Linked DNA regions of Mus musculus: region 1 is linked to region 2. The links are chromatin contacts, called in public HiChIP or PLAC-seq maps. All regions are on one chromosome and are shown on one strand. Each heading gives the region's core, a stretch centred on a gene start, on an enhancer-like site or on the middle of the called end of the contact. The rest is flanking DNA. Distances are from core to core; before and after follow the strand shown.

Region 1 (4,661 bases), core at 558-3,057, 850 kb after region 2:
GATGCAGATCAATAAGACATAATTGGAGGACTCAAGGACAAGGTAGCAGGACGTGCAGAGGCGGCTCAGCCTTTGACGGCATCATCATCACAGTCCTTTGATACTGTTCTACAGAGAACTGTGGATATACCAGTGTTTATTTGACTGTGCATCTCACAGTGCCTAAGCAGAGCCCCTGGTGATCTCCTCTCCACAAGAGTCAGGATCTCACCAGTGACTGCCGAAGAGATGTTGTTAAGCCCCAGTACTGTACTAGTCACCCAGAGGTCCATAACCACACTGACTACCCAGTGACTACCTGAGCAAGCACAGTATGTAGTATTGGCACACAAGTATGACCAAGTAAGGCCATCACTTAGAGAAGTTGTAGCTCAGCAAGAAAGTAGGCAAAGAAAAAAAAAATACTTGATCCCTGTGGGCAAATTGAAAATAAAAATGTGAGTTGGGTGATAGTCAACCTGGGGAGACTGGAAGCTACCTGAACCACCTCTTCAGGAAGCACAAGTCTTCTAAGAACATGGGCCCTGTCTGAAGCTCTGTCCTCTATCCTAGTCAGATGACTACCAATCGAGTCCAAGCATATTCTAGTTTAATTTCTGTGGCTGTGATTAAAGTATCCTGACCACAAGCAACTTGTGGGAGGCAGGGTTTCTTTCACTCATAATTCCAGGTTCTAGTTCATTGTTGCAAGAAAGTTAAAGTAAGGACCTGAAGCACCCTGGAGTAAAGAGATAGAAATGCCTGTGATGTAATGCACTTCCTCTACTCCTATGTAGTCAGGGCCAAAAACTAAGGAAAAAAAGTGGTACCACCCACTTTTCGCCTGGATCTTCCCACATTGATTAAAGCATCAACACACACACACAGACACACACACACACACAGACACACACACACACACACACACACACAGACACTGCCACAGGTCAATCTGATCTAGACAATGCCTCATTGAGACTCTCTTCCCAGATGATTCTAAGTTGCATCAGGTTGGCAATCAAAACTGATCATCACAAGGCCATATACAAACTCAGCAGAAAGTTCATGACCAATGACGACACTGCCACAAGCTAAGAAAGTGTGGACACATGGCATAAGTCCCCCATGATGGTTGTCTTAGGGTTTTACTGCTGTGAACAAACACCATGACCAAAGCAAGACATATAAATGACAACATTTCATTGGGGCTGGCTTACAGGTTCAGAGGTTTAGTCCATTACCACTAAGGTGGGAACATGGCAGCACCCAGGCAGGCATGGTACAGGAAGAACTGAGATTTCTACATCTTCATCTGAAGGCTGCTAGCAGAAGACAAGCTTCCAGGCAGCAAGGACAAGGGTATTAAAGCCCACACCCAGAATGACACACCTACTCCAATAAGGCCACGCCTCCAAATAGTGCCACTCCCTGGACCAAGCATATAAAAACTATCACAATGGCTTTCTCAGTCTTGTCCCCTGACATCCTTACCCCATCTTTCCTCCTGGACAAGCAGACCAGAGGTTAGTCTTTCTGTACTCTTTTATTGCGATCAATACCAGTCAGGCTGACCTAAGGGGGGTGGGGGGAAGACTTATTACAAGGATCCAGGATGTCTCTGAGGACCCAGCTGATCAGCTTGACTCTTTACCAGGCAGGTATAACAGTGATCCAAAGGGAACAAGACAGGCAGCTTTGCAGACTGGCTTCCAAAGTCTCCCCCTGTGCCAATCCTAGCTGAGAAGGAATGCAGCTGGATGCTAGCACATGTGGTAAAGAACACTCCAGGGTTTTCACTGCCAACTCAGGATGAGTCAACACCATGAGGTGACTGCCAGAAAAGCCAACGTAATCTTGTGCTCATAAAAGAGAAGTGAGGATACAGCCTGCAGCACTGAGCAACACCCACCAAGGACCACAGAATAGACAGGGACCAGGGAGGACCAGAAATCATGTCCTACCATGAGCACTGGGGTATACTCGGGTGTTCCTGTCTGGTATAGGTTTCAGAAATTGGAGAGAATATCATGGGCTATGGTTTAATGGATTGTAGTCTGGGGTCAGACTGTTTGTTTGAATTGAAACCCCAACATAGGCAGACATTAGGTCCTTGCCACGCATTAGTAATGGACTTCTATTTTACTGTCGCCATAACCTTCTGAAGCTATAACCACAGTCAGTCCATATCATACAGATGAGACAACTGAGGGATTGAGATCCTTGCCAAGGACTACACTGCCAACAGGTTGAAGAAAAGGCTTTGAATATAAGGAGAGTATACTTTTGTTTATTCCCCTACATAGTACCATGTAAACCTGAATCCTTTTTTTTTAGTGTGTCCCAATGCTGCATTAAAAATCACTCAACACAATAGGGTGGTCGCACATATGCACAACACAGCTGTTGTGACAGTATGCACAAAACCTATGCTAGCTCAAGCCAGATAAAATTCCAGCATGAAGATAGGAAATGGGAATGAAACTCAACCCCTAGCTGAGAGACTCTGGGTAATCAATACCTGCTAGGAGGCGGAGCATCAGTTTTCTTTAAGGTTATAGCCTTATAGGTCAGTCAACCCCAGTAGCCACACATCCAAGAGCATAAGAGTGATGCCATTTGGATTTGATATGTTAAAAATAAAATAAAATAAAATAAAATAAAATAAAAGACAAAGGTGGGCAAGTGGGGAAGGGGAGTGTAGATCTGGAAGGAGTAGCAGAGGGTAAATGTGATCAAAACATATTATACAAAATTCTCAAGGAAAAATCACCTGAAGATGTAAAGGCTTAACCCAGATTAAAGGTCTATGTGTTCGCAGACCTGAAATCTTGATAGGACATGCTTATCTTTGCTCTGTTCAAAATCATATGGGATGGTTTGAAGCTGAGGCTAGGGCTAGGTCTGAGGCTGGCAGACAAGATGGGAAGGAAGCTGTACTCTCCAGTTGCTGCCTAGGAAGGGAAGATGGGAAGGCCTAGCACAAGAAGAGCTGGCTCTCGTTGGATGTCACCCTTTGTGGGATCTCCTCATGAGCATGAGGGTTATGAAGCAAACAGACATCTCATATCCTATATCTTGGCTCCCTGAGGACATGTCCCCAGATTCTCAATCACTTGTGCTCAGAGGTCATGCCATGTCCCCTTTGTCACATTCTGTTGGCTGAGGCAGTTGCAAAGATGCTCTTAGGTTCACGAGTTGGGACTCTAAATCAAGTACTTACTGAAGGAGTGTCACCACCACAAAGGGGACCATGTGGGGTGGGACAAACACCAATACACTCATTTTGGGAGAGACTGTCTACAGCAAGCATTCTCAGAATTCCAAGGATGGTCTGAGTGACTTACAATATGCCTCATCCTCACCAAACTCACCCCAGAATTCTGTTCTAGAAGGCATCTCAACCCCATCCTACAGAACAGAGAAAAGAGATGAACATTCAGGCCCTTTCATCTTGTCACCTGTGACTGGAGGATCTAGGAGCCCCAGGAGTGTTTGACCATGAAGCCACCTCCATGCACCCACATACTAGATGGTGACCACAGAGGCAGCTGCATGCATGGTGATGGACTGTGGGAGTCCTGACATCTGCCCGTCAGGCTTCGCCTCAGCCTTGCAGCTCAGAAACCATCCAGCCTTGGGCAAAGCTTTATTTCTCTGTGCTTTGATATTTCTGGAGAAACCCAGGTGCTTGCCTGAAGAGATGAATCAAGACAACGCACGTAAGGTGCTTTGTGCATTGTCTGGGAGCCAGTGAGGATTCTATAAATGTCAGCTTGCTGTCTTTACGGAAGCAACACAACAAAGACGTTTTCAAAGACAAATCTGTAACCACAACCAACAGTACAAATCATACACTCTCAAGCCCAGTTACTGCTCTCTGTCCATTGATGTCGCGATACACGCCTGTGTCAGGACACGGCGACAGAACACTGCGGGGCTCTCGCTGGCTGGGACAATCACACCCCTCTTCTCTCCTCCTCAGATAAACAAGCATGTGGTGGTTCTGCCTCCAAGAGCTCTGCTGTCCTTCCCTGAAGGGGGCCTCAGGTGACTCAGCTAGAAGGACATTCAGTGACTCATCAGGCACCAAGGACTGATTAAACGCCCTCAGATCTTGGGAAGGGAATAAACACCCAAGATACCCAAAGTTCGTTACCATTTCCAGACCCCAGAGGCTCCTCAGACAGGAGACCATCGACTAAATAATCAACTGAGCTTCCTTCCATGAGAGCGGAGGTGTTAGTCATTTGGTACACACACATCCCAGTGTGTGTCAGTATGAAGCACTGTAAGTTCCCTAGCAAAGATGCAGCCTCGTGGCTAGTCTCCTTTCTCACTCAACCCAAGGCTCCCCAGATCGTCCAGAACAGGTAAGTTCCCATTCGTGTCCCTAACTCAGATTGCTTCCAACAGGGATGACCTGGCTATATTGTCCCACAGACCCATCAAACCATTATAGAGGCCCACCATGGACTTACCTTCGTACATCAGATCAGGAACTTTTTCCATGGAGCACCCACAGTCTCACGTGGGTCCTCTTCTGCCCTGCCCCAGCAGGTGATCATCAGAACACCTTGTGCTTTAACCTTCTGATATCTGCCTCAACCCAACAACCTCTAAATCCATCTCTCGGGCCACCCCTAGCTTTTACTTCCTGTCCTAGGAGCTCTGTGGAAGGGACC
Region 2 (4,831 bases), core at 1,831-4,330:
GTTTAAAGTTCTTTCTCAGTTCAGCGGGTCGAAAGACATAGGGCACACTTCCAGAACAAATTCCTCAACTGCTATGTCCAAAAACAACACCAAAACAAAATTTATATGTCACATAAACCTACATATTTTCTTTTGTGCTGAATGACTGTCTCATTGCATCCTCAGTGACAGAGGAAGCTAGTGTCTGCTTCAACCCCATGGCCTTTTAACTTGACCTTTTCAATCAAATGACATTACAACCGTGAGTACAATTCCCCAGGCCCACCCACTCAGGAGCTCTACAATGGCAGCATGCCTACCTCACCAACTGCTGTCTCCCTGCCCTTGATTCATTCCTGACACCCCATGTGGAGTGACCTCATTCTGGAGAGCTTCTACAACACTAAGCCCTTTACTGACAATGAACATCTGAGTTCTTGGGTCTTGGCCACTAGCTTTTGGAATGACTCAATAATGGTGTGTAGACACTTGTGTGCCAAGGGTGGAATGAAGGAAGAGTTGAAAAGGGCAAAGAGAGTAATCCATATTTTAGCTATGGGTGTAAGTCAAAGGACCGGCTCCACAGCTATCAAGCAACTAGCCATCTCTGGGCCTCGTGGCATTGTGCATGCAATGGGGACCTTGGCCTGAATTCTTTTGCAGGACCTTTCCTCCTTAGTGAGTCTAAAAACTCAGACGCAGCCTAGACCAGGGCATGCTTGCCTACCTGGTATAAGCAAGGGGTACACAAATCGGGACGTGGCTCTAGCCAGTGGGAGGAGCAACTGAGAAGGGCTCTAGACAGTGGTGTTTCAGGCAAGCAGGCTAGAGGCTGGCTCACACTAGTGATTTCTATTATTTATTGTCCCCCCCTTACAATATGTCAAACTACCAACCCAGCATTGTTAGAGTTCAGAAGAGAGGCACAGAGAGGTTGTGGGGACCCAGTAGACCACCAGTTAATAATTCAAAGAAATGGCTTCATTCACATCATCTCACATTGAAAGAACTTCACACAAAAGGAAAGGTTTGAAGTGGGTATGGGAGGCAGACACTGCAGTGAGTCTCCTTCTATAGTTACTGACAGGAACTCATTGAAGCTAGTTTAAAGAGAGGATAAGAGTAAGAGAATAGGACTTCTGTCACAACTATTACAAGTATCAGAACAAAGGCTTTAATAAAGTAGCCATGGCACTCTGTCCCCTCCAGTTCTTATGTGAGACTGTCACTGTCTCTTTTCATAAGCAGGTTCTTTCCAAGTGGCATGAAGCTATGGCTCAAGGACAATAGGACTATGTCTCTGAAGTTAATACTTCAGAAGAAAATCGGTACCTTTCTTTTCTTTTTTGTTTTTCTTTCTTTTTTCTTTTGTTTTTTTTTTTGTTTTTTTTTTTTTTTTTGTTATGTTTTGTTTTTTGAGACAGGGTTTCTCTGTGTAGCCCTGGCTGTCCTGGAACTCACTCTGTAGACTAAGCTGGCCTCGAACTCAGAAATCCGCCTACCTCTGCCTCCTGAGTGCTGGGATTAAAGGCATGGTACCTTTCATGAAGATCACATGGGAGGGTGAATTGGTTCACTTGGACTCATGTCTATCTTGTAGGCATGGCCAGTCTGAGACCCACTGACCTCCACACACATGCATATAAACATAAATAAATAAATAAATAAATAAATAAATAAATAAATGTAAGTTAATCTTTTAATTTGTTGAATAAACATTGAGCCCACTAGCATGTCTTTGTATCATTACTTATTTTGTATTATGCAATATAATGCTAATATATATGATGGTATTAATATAACATTTATGATCACTACAAATTATAAATTTATGTAATATCAATACTGATCTCTGCATAGCTTGATAACTTCCTAAGTGTCTTATGGGTGAGTGTCACAGCTAAGGGAAGGAAGGCAGGTGCAGGTGAGATCATTATTCTTCCTCTGACATCTCTGAAAGTGAAATACTGTCTATGCAGTCCACTGACGTGTCTAGGGGAATGCAATCAGCATTGGACTTTGGAGGCATTTCTGCATTAAAATTCTGACTGTAAAGTCTGCATCTTGTGACAGCTGTTAGCCAGATGCTCCTGCTGCTCAGTGGGGAATACTAGGAGCTAGAAGAAGGGAGCAGAGGAAGGAAGGGAGAGGTGCTAATAACAGGCCTTTGGTGTTTCTTCTTCTAGTGTCTGCTTGTTATCTAACTGAGATCTCTCTGATGTCTTGGATGCTGAGATCACCCAGGGTGTTCTCTCTCTCTCTCTCTCTCTCTCTCTCTCTCTCTCTCTCTCTCTCTCTCTCCCTCTCTCTCTCTCTCTCTCTCCATAACTTGAGGTAGACCTGAGAGTCAGAAGGATAAAGAAGAAACTCATCTGCAGAGGACAAAGAGAGAGAGAGAGAGAGATGAGGGCAGGGACATATATGTTCCCATCTGTGTGGACATTGACATCCAGAGAAAATCCTCACGTGTGTACGTGTGTACGTGTGTGTGTGTGTGTGTGTGTGTATACAGAAAAGAAGCCACTGAACACTCAATGTCACCTCACACAGATACTTAGCCACTATCAGACACACCCAGTATACTCCCAGTTACACACTCAGCTCAGTCTTCACCATGAATCTGCACATGCATACTGGGGTCTGACGTATATTTGAATGCATAACCTACACACACGCACACACTACTACTACTACTACTACTACTACTACTACTACTACTACTACTACTACTACTACTACTACAAAACATGTATGTATACCTTATAATCACTGTCCAGTGCACGAACATTCAGTGAACAAGGAAATGCTCTCTCCTGAGACAGCCTCGGATCCACCAAGAGATAAATGCCCACGTGTACACACAGATGGCTCTGCAGACACTGGCGAACACCGCAATAACAACGACTCGTGTACTAAACCTTCAAATGCTCTGACAGCTTCTACACACATAAATGCATCGACACACCCAAGTTGCCCCCATCGCTAAAAGTCTTTCTAAAATCCGAAGGGAAAAAGAAGGCCAGCTGCTAGCCAGCGCACGTGACCGGGAAGGAAGGCACTCCCGCCCATGACGGGATGGGAAAACTATGCCTGGGGCCGGCATCTCTGGCTGCTGCAGGCAGGACTGAACACCACCGGAGCAGCGACGTCGGATGGCCCTGGATGTGGCTCGGTGCACAGAAGGTGAGTGTAGTGCCCCTCAGGACAGAGAGTGGGGCGGACCTGGAAGAACCTTGGATGCTGCAGGCGCGAGATGAGGTAGCAGAGAGCTCGCCCCGGGATGGGGATAGACATCGGGATGGGCCCCTCTCCACCTCTGCCTCCCTCGGGCATTACAGCCCGGATTCAAACATTTCTAAGGAGCATGCCATGTGCCAGGTTCTGACTGCTGGCTCGCAGGTTAAGAAAGAAAAGAGCCCTGAGGTTTACTGAGAACCTATTTGGTACCACGCCCTCAGGCCCTGAACTTGTGTGCTTTCGTTTCCATGACAACGACTTATCTATCTTCAAAGGAGGAACTAACTTTAAGGACAGGCTCTGGGCTGCACCGGCAGCAAAGGTACTTAACTCTTTGTGTCCAAATTGGACGCTTGGGTTCACAGAGTTAACCTCAATAGGGCTCATTATCTCTTTATCTCTGGACATTTCTTTAAATACATTAAAATGGGGAGAAGGGTGGTGCAGATTGTGCTCAGAAAGCTATAGTAAATGACAGTCAGAAAATTACATCAAATTCTTCACAATTCTCTCCTCTCCCCCTGCTTCATCAAACTCCTCGTCTCTAAGCCTCGTCTTTATTTTCGTTAGAGCCAGGGTCTCCTATGGCCCATCCAACCTTGAGCTCACTATGTAGCTGAGGGATAACCTTTGACTCCTGCTCCTCCTGCCCCTGCCAATGGTGTGGTAGGATTCCCCGTGTGTCACCACGTCGGATTTATTCAGTTCCAGGGAGCAAACCCAGGTTTTTTTTGTCCATGCTGGCCAAGCTCTCTCCCTGCAGAGCCATACTCCAAATGCCCTTGCCTCATTTGTATCTCTATACAGTTCACATTTTCTACCACCACTGCCCTGGGATCCACTCCAGGAACCTCAACACCCAAACTATCACAGTGGCTGATGGTGGTCTCCCAGCCCATCCAGTTCCTTCTGTAACACACGAAGGCCTTCGTACATCTCAGTGTGGTGCTCCTCTGCCGTGACCATAAAACTGGTCTGCAACATTCCAGAGCTCCTTCCCGTAAATGACTGTCTGCCAGAAACTATACACAGCAGACCAGCAGCGTTAATAATGACAAAGGCATTTAGAATTATTAAAAATCTCTCTTCCCACTGTTTTACTTCGGCTCTCCCATCTACACAGGATTATTTGGTATCTGGTTGCTACAATCACTACTCCGCTCTCCACCACCAACTAACTCAACCCCTCTGCTTGCTCATCTCTCCAGACATCGCCTCTGCCCTTTTCTGATTTAACTAGCAAAGCACACTCGAACGTGCGACGGCTTCCCAGATCATGACATTTGTTCCAGTAGGGTGAATCAGAACTCTTTACACAAGTTCAAAGTCATCTTTGAAGCTACTTGACTCCATGAAGAAGTCAGCAAGATCCCCCAAGAAATTTCTGTGTGTGTGTATGTATGTGTGTGTGTGTCTGTCTGTCTGTCTGTATGTATGTGGATGTATCTGTGTCTGTGTATCTGTATGTCTCTGTGTATGGATATATCTGTATATGTATGTATCTCTTTGTGTCTGCATGTGTGTGTTTTCTGTGTGTGTGTGTGTGTGTTTATGCATGTGTCTGCACGTGTTTCCTGTGTGTGTGTGTGTATGTGTGTATCTGTGGTGTATCTGT

The links. HiChIP or PLAC-seq counts read pairs in DNA pulled down with a chosen protein or histone mark.
Region 1: an SMC1A HiChIP or PLAC-seq map of the NIH/3T3 cell line shows a contact between it and region 2, with 6 times the contacts expected there. The contact joins the enhancer-like site here to the promoter of C1qtnf2 in region 2. A contact is called at or near these places in 2 of 39 promoter capture datasets (embryonic stem cells and hippocampal neurons), 1 of 15 datasets of contacts at CTCF or cohesin (the NIH/3T3 cell line), 6 of 484 Hi-C or Micro-C datasets (cerebellar granule neurons, embryonic fibroblasts, embryonic stem cells and 3 more) and 1 of 9 other capture datasets (liver).

Annotation. Positions count from the first base shown.
Region 1 is chr11:44,321,749-44,326,409 of GRCm38.p6, forward strand. No RefSeq gene overlaps it. Among named protein-coding and RNA genes, the nearest start is that of Il12b, 76 kb to the right of the region's middle. Within about 2 kb of position 1,808, at least 56 of the 459 cell types and tissues checked have an H3K27ac peak or open chromatin away from gene starts, as enhancers often do. A contact at or near this core is called in the NIH/3T3 cell line, embryonic fibroblasts and ventral hippocampal neurons, where this site is marked.
Region 2 is chr11:43,471,226-43,476,056 of GRCm38.p6, forward strand. It overlaps C1qtnf2 (C1q and tumor necrosis factor related protein 2), which reads left to right and starts at 3,081. Exons shown (of 4, transcript NM_026979.5): 1 at 3,081-3,162. It also overlaps the pseudogene Gm12151.